Regions from separate parts of the Mus musculus genome. Here regions 2 and 3 are each linked to region 1. The links are chromatin contacts, called in public promoter capture Hi-C maps. All regions are on one chromosome and are shown on one strand. Each heading gives the region's core, a stretch centred on a gene start, on an enhancer-like site or on the middle of the called end of the contact. The rest is flanking DNA. Distances are from core to core; before and after follow the strand shown.

Region 1 (3,606 bases), core at 516-3,015:
CCTTTCTTGACCACAAAGAAAAGGCTAGTATCTGTACTAGTCAACACAGTGAGAATATCATTAACTACTCAAAAGTTTAACCCTTTCCTATGGATTATATAGTGCTGTTAACTGAATAAAGAAATCAACAAGAACTTTGCACTTATAATGCTATTGTTTGGAATATAGACTGAGCCATATGAGACGATCTCAAAACAAACCAAAACCAATTGAGAAATATTCTAACAATGCAATGCAAACCCTGAGGACATCTTTCCGACCTGTATAAGGGGATATGAAACAGGAGTGGAGATAATGAATCTGGGTTAAAGACAAATACATGCTCTTTACTTTCTCCTTAGACTGCTCATTCCACACGCCAGATGGCAAAATGCAATCCATTCAAACATATTTATCTTGATTTAATACCAAATCAAATGATTTATGACTCTCAAACAAAAGAAATAAAAAATGAAGTATTAGAACTCCTCAAACTTAACATTAAAGTATATTCTTACTAGCACATATGACTCCTGATTTATGTATTTTGAGGGAATTAAAAGTGGTAGTCACGGTAGGGAAATATTTTAAGGCCAGGCTTTCATTATTATCACTTCTTTCTCTTCCATTCCAAATGAATGAAACTTCCAAAAATTAGCCTTGCCCATAGTAAAAAAAGGAACAAATATTTCCTGTTCAAAGTGTGCGACACTTTCCTACAGGCTACATCTCCTGTGGCTCCCCCTTTAAGCATTAAACAAATCTACTTTCTTTCTACATTAGGAAAGGGAAGATCCCGAGGTAAATTTGAGACTCTAATTCCCTTGGCTCCTTAGGTGGGACTCTGTAAGTTGTTTTAGTTAATGCTTTTTTTCATCAAGCGTTCAGCTGGCCGGCTCCCTGCTGCTTCCCAGATATTTCAGAACTGATCGGTGTCGATTATGTCATTACAGATGTTTCTCTATCAGAAAGCAGAAGGGGCAGGAGTTTGGGAAGAAGGGAAGAGAAGGGTACTGACTATAGGGAACTACAAAAAGGCACGGATACAACAAATTCTATTTTTGATCTTTTCTTTAGTGTTTCCCTTCTTAAACCAGCCTCGGGCTCTCGTTTTGACGCCATCCCATCACACACACCTAAAAACCAATCAGCTACGAGTCAAGGAGAATTTTTACAAGACCATAGTGCCTCTGCCTGCAAACGTTGGCAGAGACAAGGTCAAAAGACCATGGGAACCCAGGCAGCACAAACGCAACCCGACCGGTCCGGTCCGGTCCGGGTCCACTCCAGGAGGCCTCACAGCAACTGCCGAAACCATAGCGACGGTTGATAGCGACTCGAGCGGCTAGACGTCAGCCCGCCGCCACCGGTCGCCGCACTCGGGCGGTGGGTCTGACCCGGCGGGAGATCCCGCCCGAGAACCCGTCGGACGCAGTGCCAGGCCGGCCCCGAGCCCTGAAACCCGAGGCTCCCGCCACCCCGGGCCCAGCGGAGGAAGAGCGCGGCCTCTGGGCCTGGTGTTTCAGAGAAGGCTTCGCAGGCCCCGGGGAGGGTCGCGGAAAACGGAGCACCGAGTCCCCACGCACTCACACGACTGCGAGGCTCCCGGGACGGCGAGAGCAGCTAGCGGGCGGTCCCGGAGGACTCTCTGCGAAGGGGCCTTCACCTCTGCCCCTCGGTCAACCACCCGGGAACCGCCATCTTGAAACCTCGCGCCCCTCCGCCAGCTCACGTCACTTCCTGTTCCCGCTGGCCGCGATCTCACCGCGTTGCCAGGCACTGGGCCCATAGAGCGAATACAACAACTTCAGAGCCAGAGGTACTTCCGCTCTCATTCACTATCCGATTGGATAACTATAGGCCAAGAGACCCGCCTCATTCCAGAGTATTGTAGATTGACACTAATATAACCCAATAGAAATAAAAAGTAAGGAAGCTGCTATTTGATTGGCCAATTGTTCTCAGAATTCTGACGCATTTCCGCAACTGCTTCTCTCTGGGGACACACTAGGTAGCGGTATGCGTACGCTTCTGTGTCGGCCATTGGATCTGTGTTAGTTGTCGTGTGTAAATGGATGCTGTTTTTCAGGAATGCTTCCATAGAAAACAAGTTAGGTAATAACACTGGGCACCGAGTCTAAGGTGCTCAGCAAACATCAGCCCTCTAAACCTACAGCATGTGATGAACTGAACAAATAGTTCCTAGGGGAGACTCATAAATCTACACGAAAATGTATATTTTAAAAGAGAAACGGTACATTTGTCGATTTTCCAGAGGAGAAGTTATTACATAACACTTCAAATGAACTTTGCATCAACCCAAACTCCTTTATGATGTCATTGCACACTCTAGATTTATCTGAAGTCTTCCTTTGAGGGTTCTCTAGAGTCACAGAACTTGTGGATAGTCTCTATATAGAAAGGGACTTTGTTATGATGACTTACGGTCTGTAGTCCACCTCCCCAACAATGGTCAGCTGTGAATGGGAAGTCCAAGGATCTAGGAGTTGCTCAGTCCCACCAGGCTAGTAGATTCCAACTGATGGGCTGGCAAGTAAATGCAAGCAGAGGAGGAAGAGAAAAACTTCCATCTTCCAATGTCTTATAGATCTCCAGAAGAAGGTGTGGTTCAGATTAAAGGTGTGTACCGCCACGCCTGGATCTGGGCCTTGTACTCAGAGATCTTACCTTACTCTCCTGGGGATACATAGCCACTATGCCTCAAGATTTCCATGCCAAGATCAAGGTCAGAAACTTGTATTTCCCAGCCTCAAGATCTGGATCACAGGTGAACCTTCCAATTCTGGATTGTGGTTTGTTCTAGATATAGCTGATAACCAGAAATAGCTATTATATTTCCCTTCTACATCCCCATTCCTTAAGACTCCTCCCCATCCTTTCCCCTTAAAGGTAAGCATTTAAAACGAAATCTTCATAAAGTGTGAACTTGGTCTGTCTCGAAAAAAAACCAAAAAGCAAAACAAAACAACAAAAAACCAAAAACAAAAAAACACAAATCAAAAAACCAAAAACACCCTCACACTTGGTTATTTTTCAACTTAGTTTCAGCATCCTTAACAGAAAAGGTCCTAAGGGAATTTTTGACATCAAGTACTTTGAAAGAACTGATTGAGGTGTATATTAATTTTTAGGATGTTGTAGATAGGCACTAATGTTACAATGAATTAATAACCAATAGAACATTTACAATTTATATTAAAACAAATGTGTTCCCTAACAATGTAACATCAGTACCATACTAAAACTACCTTTGACTTAGTGGGAAAAAAAATAAGTATTCAATAAATAATCTGGGCTGGCCACCATCTCCCTATCCCTCTGTCTCATTGTTTAGATGGATTGAATTACAGTTAGAAGCCTTGATGCCTGGGAATGTCATTAATTCTTGTTTTGATTACTCTTTGAGTGTCAGTAATAGCAAGACCTATTAGTTCATAAAATAAAAACCAGGTAATAAATTTAGAAAGTGACACAAATTGTGATATTTTGAAACTAATTTATAAAACCAGTGATAACATAGAAATTAATACATTTGGAAAAGTTATGTGGCTAGTTAAAATTCTTCATCTGCTTGTAAAATTTTCCTGAGATATACTGGATACTTTA
Region 2 (3,606 bases), core at 525-3,024, 420 kb after region 1:
ACAAGAACAAGCAAGACTATTTTTTTCCCTCTGTGATCACTATGTAAAATGTTTATCTCTGGAAAGGATCTCTTCTATGATTACCACATAAAACTTCCAGTCTTCAGGCCATGTAGTCACATGCTGCTAATGGAATATTAATCATGCTAATTACTAGTGCTTTCCTGGGCGGTGATGCACTAAACACTTAATGTTGCTGCTGCCCTAAAGTGGTCCACGTACACATCTGTACACAATGTGTGATTTAACTGAGCAGAGAGAAGGTGAAGCATACAGTTAGGTAGGGGTATTTAAAGTAATGCATTATTTTGAAAGTACCTTTTGCATTTATATGATTAATATTTGAGCAAAATTGCTTCCTAATGCCTAAAATAGATCAAACATTCCTATCCCAAATATATATATGTGTGTGTGTATACACACACACACACACACACACACACACATGTATATGCACAATTAACCTTACATATGTATTTAATTCACATACTGATACTAAAATAAAACTCTATTTAAAAGAATAACTTCTGGCATCTTGTGAGTACCACTTAGGCCCCAACTTGAGCATCTCTGTCTGGAAATTAGATCACTGTGGAGCCTCTTTGATGTAGCTGGAAATGGAAAACCACTTTCAAAAGCTTCAAAATAAAAGAAAAACATATCAGACCAAAGGCTCTGAAAGTGCAGGTCTGAGGAGCCATTTCTTAGAAAGCACTCGAGTTTGGCCCAGAAGTGGGAAGCAGGGAAAACCTTGGGGGGGGGAGAGGGAGGGAGGGCATGAGAGTCAGGCCAACAAAGGACAGGCACGAGGGCGCTGAACAGAAGTCCATCAAGGCTGTGTACTGAGGTAGCTTTGGTGCCAGCAAGGGAAACACTCACACACAAGCCCAGAGCCTCGTTCTGTTTTCTGAAGAACTGTTAGTGCCTCGATCTATTCATGCAAAAATTCCTAATCCAAACCTTTAGTTTATAGTCCTCATGTAGAAAAAGATGAGCACACACGACTCTGATCCTATAGCAGGCCACCATTCCTCAGCTGTGTCCCAGAGTGCTGGTGACACACTCCTAAGTGCACCGCCAGGGTGCCCTTTTCTGTCACCTGATACCACACTTTGAAGGATAAAAACAAAATTCCAGCACCTCAGGGCCCACCCAGGACATTTACATGATAAAAAGAAATGACTTAATATAATGAATCCCACTTTTTATTTTTAATATAGAGTTGTCTTTCAAAAACTACACAAAACCTCTAGAGACAGATAAGTAGACATGAGACACACTTCATGGAAATCGTTGCTTGTGATTCTAAATTCTTAGATTAGTTAGTTATTCATGGATAATTCAGAGTACTTAGTGTGTTCACACACAGAGAGAATATATTACACACTTATTCTAAATACGTGTAAAATACTGTGAGCTAGGTGTGGGCAGCAGGATAAGAGGGGGAAACGCACAGAATTATTCAGTTTCCCTAGCTGATTATAGGATGCTATGGGGGAATTGAACTGAGGTCGGGGGGTATAGAAGTTGAGATTCACTCCTCTTTTCGAAAACATTAAGTGTCACTTGTAGTGTCACTTGTAAATACAAGGGCAAAGGAACGGGGGGGGGGGGTTGAGAAGGGCCTGAGATAAGAGAGAGGGGAAACCCTCAAACAACTCTTCCTAGGAGACTCTGGAAAGGCTGAGGCGGAGCCTGGTCTGGGGGGCTGCCTAGCAATGGGAAGCAGGCAGGCCCTGGTGGGAGGACCCAAGATCTGCACTTGAGGAGTTCCTTGCTCTGAGAGAGAACACCACTGTTGCTAGGGGGCCGCGGAGGGTTGTCTGCCTGCGGAGCTCGGGCAGCTCCTTCCGCACGCCGACCCCTGCCTCCCGTGGCAACCGCTGTAGCTGTGGCGCAGAGCCTCGCCCACTGCCATCCCCACCCTCTCCATCCTTAGCCATTAAACAACGCCGGCTCCAAGCACGTTCTAGCAGGACTCGGGCACAGAAGAGGAGAGCGATCCATCCGGGGGCACAGGACGACCTGCCAGGCGACATGCGGCCGCCCGGAGCCGCCCGGGCGCCCGAAGTCTGAGGCTGCCAGCCGGGACTGGTCATTGTAAGCGCCACGGAGAACTGCTGGCGCTGCCGTTCCCTCCCCGGTCCCTGGTCGCGCCGCGATGGGGCACCTGCCTAGGGGAACGCTCGGGGGCCGCCGCCTGCTACCTCTGCTCGGGCTCTTTGTGCTGCTCAAGGTAGGGTCCCCCAGTCCTCGGAGATGGGGATCCATCCCGCCGTGGGGAGCTATTCGCTCAGGGTGCGGTGACCAGGCGGAGAGCGCCAGTCGCACACGCTTTGTCCTCAGAGCGGTGCCGGGTGGGCTGCGTAGCTGCGGGTGGAAAGATCTGGAAGTTTGAGCCTTCCAGTTGTCTCCCTTTGTACTCTGCTACCTCAGCGATGAGCTTGCGGGATAGAGCTTTCTCAGGCAAAATGAGGGCACTTTTTTTAGTGGTTCCCACTGCACCCCTATGCCACTTCACCTTCGCGCCCTCCCCCAGTGAAGCCTCGGTACAGCTGCTTTGTCTCAGTCAGTTTGCCTTCTGCGGGAGGGAATCACACGCAGGGCGCTGAGCTCTGGACTAGACGCACCGGCCAGGCGGGGCGAGGGAGAGGGCTCCATTGAATAAGGAATCGGTTCAACTCCCAAGGAGGTCACTCCCTGTCTTACCCTCCATCCACCTAGGGATGCCTGGTAAAACTCTACACAGTTCCATCCTCTCGTAACAGGATGCTGCCACTGATTTTTAATGGTGGAATATATGATTTATAAAACTCACCTTTTCCTATCCTCTTTGGAACGTGTGGCTCAAAATTGTACTTTGAGAAAAAAAAGTGAAAAGGAAAATACTGTTTAAAAAAGAAAAACAAAATCTTGACACTTCAAGCATGTAGTGTTTTTATTTTTTAAGCTGTTTTCTTGGCATATGAAGGGAAGTTGGGAATTGGTACCCCCTCACTCCGGGTTCCGAAGGTCTGCTTTCCTTCCTAGTCCTTTCTCCCTTCTTGCCCCAGCAACTGAAGGATGGCCACAGGTGATCGGGAGCTATCCTTTCAGCACCATGAGGATACCTAGCTAGAGGAGGTCAGCCCGTTAATGACTGCAAATGTTTCCGCATTAAGCAGTCACTTCTTGCTTATATGCCCATTAATTATGAATGCTCCCCAAGGTTATAGTGAACAGGATTCACGAATCCCAGATAGAACGAGTGCAAAACTATTCTATATTTTCTTCCTGTCTCCCCAGATCACAGAAAAATGTAGTCTCTGGGTAAATAGCAAAGGAGGAACATGAGCGAAGTTATAAGCTGTTTTGGACATGTGCTCAATATTTAAGTCATCAGTCATCATTTTATTTTAAAATCTTATAAATACTAAATTCAGTTGAGCATTTCACCTGCTTCTCTGTAGTACATACCACAGATAAAATATGCATAGTTAGTTTTTTATAATTAATTTTTCTAACCGTTTGACAAACTTGGCAACGACTGAGATGTCTAGGTAATACTCTTTGAGTACTTAGGACGAAAAAAATGGAGGTACATGTTTTACTGAGAATAGCAGAGAA
Region 3 (3,606 bases), core at 445-2,944, 270 kb before region 1:
ATTCAGAAGGTGAGTGCAAAGTGTAACATAATCGGGACATTCGTTGACAATGTACCGTGTCTTTAGAGCTGTACTGGTCTCTGACAAATAGGTCAAGCTTTGTATTTATTGAACAACATTCACTATTAACAACTTAGGGTGCTTATTTATTGCAGGTAAGTTATATTAGTAAGGGTGCTAAACGATACAGTGTAGAGTAGATTGTTTTGTGGAATTTAAAAGTAAAGCCTCACTCTTGATTGGGTGATACCAGGAACTAAGTGTATCAATAAAAGAGAGAAAGGGGTGGGGGAGAGAGCATCTATGTGCATACACATGCACATTTACATATGCTTTTGTCTGCCTATAGTTAATCTCTTGCTTTGGTGGTTCTGGGCCCATACCCAGGACCTTCCTTACGCATGCCAGGCAGAACTGCTCTGCAGTGAGCAGGTAGTCTTAGCTCTGTCTTCTTACTTGCTCTTTTGTACTAGCCTTTTGATAACATAAAATTGGTGATATGGGCTGCCTTTGTTTCTCTTGTTATTTTAATATCATTTCACAATTAAATGTAGCATCTTCCTCTTGAAAACCTTTAGCACTCTTGCTTTTTTAGAGTCTTAGTTTTAATTATAAGGTAGTACTGAATATGATCTAATGGATATTCTGTCTGTTCAGGTGGGTCCTCGCTTACTCTTGCTATTGTGTTTATGTGGTAAATCACACGCACACGCACACACACACATACACACGAGCACAGGCACGGGCATATTGTTTTAATTTTACAGACTAGAAGTTGAAAGTGATGCTGTAGTCAAGGCATAGTTCCTTGGATGGCTCTGAGGAAGGATTTGTCCAGACACATCTCCGAGCTGCTTCGAGTTGTTTGGCCTGTGATGGTATAGCTCTTGTTTCACATGGTTTTACTCTGTGCATGCTGAAGTCTCAGAGACATTAATCAGTTTGTACTAAGGCCCATCCTATTTATCCTCTTCTCATCTACAATTTAAGCAGTAAGACTACAGTACCATATTCTCACTCATTTTAAGGAAAAATTGTCAATCAGGCTCTTTTGTGGCCCTGTATAGACCAGGATGCTTCAAGACTTGTTAATGATCAGCCTTGCTTGGCTTTTGGATAGGAATTTTTGATAATGATCATTGGTTGGGTTTTGGATGTGAATTTTTGATAATGATCTTTACCTAGTGATTAGTATTATCTCTTGAAGAAATATTCTGCTTAGTCATTTATAGATAGAAGAAGAGAAAACTATGGAAATTTGAAAATGCTTTAGCAGAAGACAAGCTGTGAGCTGGAAATGTAGCTTGGCAGTTAAGAAAGAATATTGGCTGCTCTCACAGAGAAGCCGGGGTTTGGTTCCCACCCACATGGTGGCTCAGAACTGTCTGTAATACTAGTTCTATAGGATTCACCACCGTTTCCTCACCTCTTCGCATGCATGGACTCGACATAGCTATTTGGTTACATGCACATACAATAAACATAAGCACCTTGGCAAACATTAGATTCATTTGTGTGTATATATTAGGAAAGGTGAAATTTAACGGAGAACCGAGGACTAAGCTTGAACCACAGGGGAAGGACGAAGTGCAGTGCTTAGTCTCAGTTGTCAGGTGACAAGATCTAGACTTCTTGAGAGGTGGGTGGGCCTCTGGGATTTGCCTATGGATGGGTTTATCTTGATTAGGTTAATTATGTAAAAGACCCACCCACTGTGAATGGCCCTGTTCCCTGGGCTGGATGTGGGAAAAAGTAAGAGTGTGCGGGAGTTTGTCATGGCTCTGACTGTGTCTGTGTCTGTGTGTGTGTGTGTGTTTGTGTGTGTGTGTGTGTGTGTGTGTGAGAGAGAGAGAGAGAGAGAGAGAGAGAGAGAGAGAGAGGCATGTGACCAGCCACTTCAACCCCTGCTCATTCAACCTCCCCAACATAATGGGCCGTATTGAACTGTGTTTCAAAACAAATTGCTCTCCCCAAGCTGTTTTTGGTCAAGAGTATTTTATCACATTATCTGAAAAAGTAACTTACCAGATGCAAATTAACCTCATTCAAAAAGTCAAAGCCTTGATATTAGGGGAGAAAGCAGCAACTGCTGGCAGATGCACAGCAGGAGCTTGAGCAGTGAGAAGAGTACATTCTTTGACAAACAGACGTGATGGGACTCGAGCAAGATTGACCAAAAGGAAGAACATATTCAATAGTTTGTAGCTATCACCACAGTGAATGTTAGAACATTTTCATTATTTCAATCCTGTACTCTAAAGCATTTATTTCTTGCCTTCTCCAAACCTGCAAAGGGAGCTGGAGAGCCGGTCCAGTGATTGGTTAAGTGCTGCTCTTTAGACAGTGACTCGGTTTGGTCTCTAGCACCTATTGTTTTCCTGGACTTTTCACGCCCCTGAAGCGGCTCCTTTTTAACTCTTCATTTGCTTCCATTGATGTTCTGGTGTGTGTTGTTTGTCACTTCTGTAGTATGTGAGTAGTAAATATGAGAACTCCGACCGAGTAATTATTAAGGTTTTGTCAGTGTTTTAAATTTATATGATCTAAATTTTACCCTTTTTAATTTTCATTAAGCCTGTAGTTAAATGACTCTTATCTCAGTTTATTAAAATCCTTTTCTTTTTATTTAAAGATTCAGAATGGATAGTGTAGAAGAACCTCAGAAAAAAGTCTTCAAGGCTCGGAAAACAATGAGAGCGAGCGATCGCCAGCAGCTCGATGCTGTGCACAGAGTCAAGGGGGAGCTGCTGAGAGCCGACGGGAAGCTGCTGAACGGGAGCCATGAGAATGGAGACTTGGATCCCACTTCACCCTTGGAAAACACAGATTGTATTCAAGATCGAGAAGAAGTGAATGGTATTGATGGGATTTGTTTTCAGTCAGAAGAAAGTACAACGGAATGGAAAGAGACCCCTTGTATGCCCAATGTTGCTGTAAAAAACAAACAAGAAGATTTGAATAGTGAAGCTTTGTCCCCCAGTATAACTTGTGATCTTTCTTCTAGAGTAACCACTGAACCAGGTTCTGGTAGTCCAGCCTCTGATAACCCAGGCTGTGGTACCCCAGTCTCTGATAACCCAGCCTCCGATAACCCAGCCTCTGACAACCCAGCCTCTGACAACCCAGACTCTGGTGATCTGGCTGCAGGAGAGCTGGCCACTACAGTACAGGCTACTGGTGACTCTGCCTGTGAGGAGCCTCCCTCCAGTGATCCCTCTTCCAGTGATCCCACTTCCAGTGAGCCCTCTTCCAGTGAGCCCACCTGTAGTGAGCCCATCTCTGGAGATCCTGTTTCTGAAGAAGCCGCCTCTCATGATCTTGTCTCTGGTGATTCCACTTGTAGCGAGCCAGTTTCTGGTGAGCCGGTGTCTCATGAAGCAGCTTCGAGTGAGCCAGCTACAAGTGAGCCAGCTTCAGATGAACCGGTCGCAAGGGTCGTGGCGGCCTGCGAACTGGCTCCTGGGGAGTCAGCCTTGGATGATTGTGCCCCCTCCGGTGATTCACAGTCTGATGAGCCACCTTCTAGTGAGGACTCCCTTCCTAGGTCTGTCTGCAGCGGACTGGCTTCTGGTGAGCTGACTCCTGGGGAGCTCTCTGTGGAACCAG

Evidence for each region. Promoter capture Hi-C pulls out the DNA fragments that hold promoters and counts their contacts.
Region 2: a promoter capture Hi-C map of neural stem cells shows a contact between it and region 1. The contact joins the promoter of Ptpro here to the promoter of Wbp11 in region 1. A contact is called at or near these places in 2 of 39 promoter capture datasets (hippocampal neurons and neural stem cells).
Region 3: a promoter capture Hi-C map of hippocampal neurons shows a contact between it and region 1, with 2.1 times the contacts expected there. The contact joins the enhancer-like site here to the promoter of Wbp11 in region 1. A contact is called at or near these places in 10 of 39 promoter capture datasets (the 3T3-L1 cell line, 3T3-L1-derived adipocytes, the C10 cell line and 7 more), 4 of 484 Hi-C or Micro-C datasets (CD8 T cells and embryonic stem cells), 8 of 115 datasets of contacts at active chromatin or transcription factors (the 230-238 cell line, bone marrow-derived macrophages, embryonic stem cells and 3 more) and 3 of 9 other capture datasets (adipose tissue, liver and pancreatic islet).

What each region holds. Positions count from the first base shown.
Region 1 is chr6:136,826,451-136,830,056 of GRCm38.p6, forward strand. It overlaps Wbp11 (WW domain binding protein 11), which reads right to left and starts at 1,766. Exons shown (of 12, transcript NM_021714.4): 1 at 1,570-1,766. It overlaps BC049715 (cDNA sequence BC049715), which reads left to right and starts at 2,393. Exons shown (of 3, transcript NM_178776.3): 1 at 2,393-2,619. It overlaps Smco3 (single-pass membrane protein with coiled-coil domains 3), which reads right to left. Exons shown (of 2, transcript NM_001039558.2): 2 at 3,481-3,606.
Region 2 is chr6:137,250,525-137,254,130 of GRCm38.p6, forward strand. Ptpro (protein tyrosine phosphatase, receptor type, O) reads left to right here and starts at 1,775. Exons shown (of 27, transcript NM_011216.3): 1 at 1,775-2,236. The coding sequence starts at 2,162.
Region 3 is chr6:136,557,132-136,560,737 of GRCm38.p6, forward strand. It overlaps Atf7ip (activating transcription factor 7 interacting protein), which reads left to right. Exons shown (of 15, transcript NM_019426.2): 2 at 2,633-3,606. The coding sequence starts at 2,640. Among named protein-coding and RNA genes, the nearest start is that of Atf7ip, 40 kb to the left of the region's middle. Within about 2 kb of position 1,695, at least 20 of the 459 cell types and tissues checked have an H3K27ac peak or open chromatin away from gene starts, as enhancers often do. A contact at or near this core is called in embryonic stem cells, epiblast stem cells and hippocampal neurons, where this site is marked.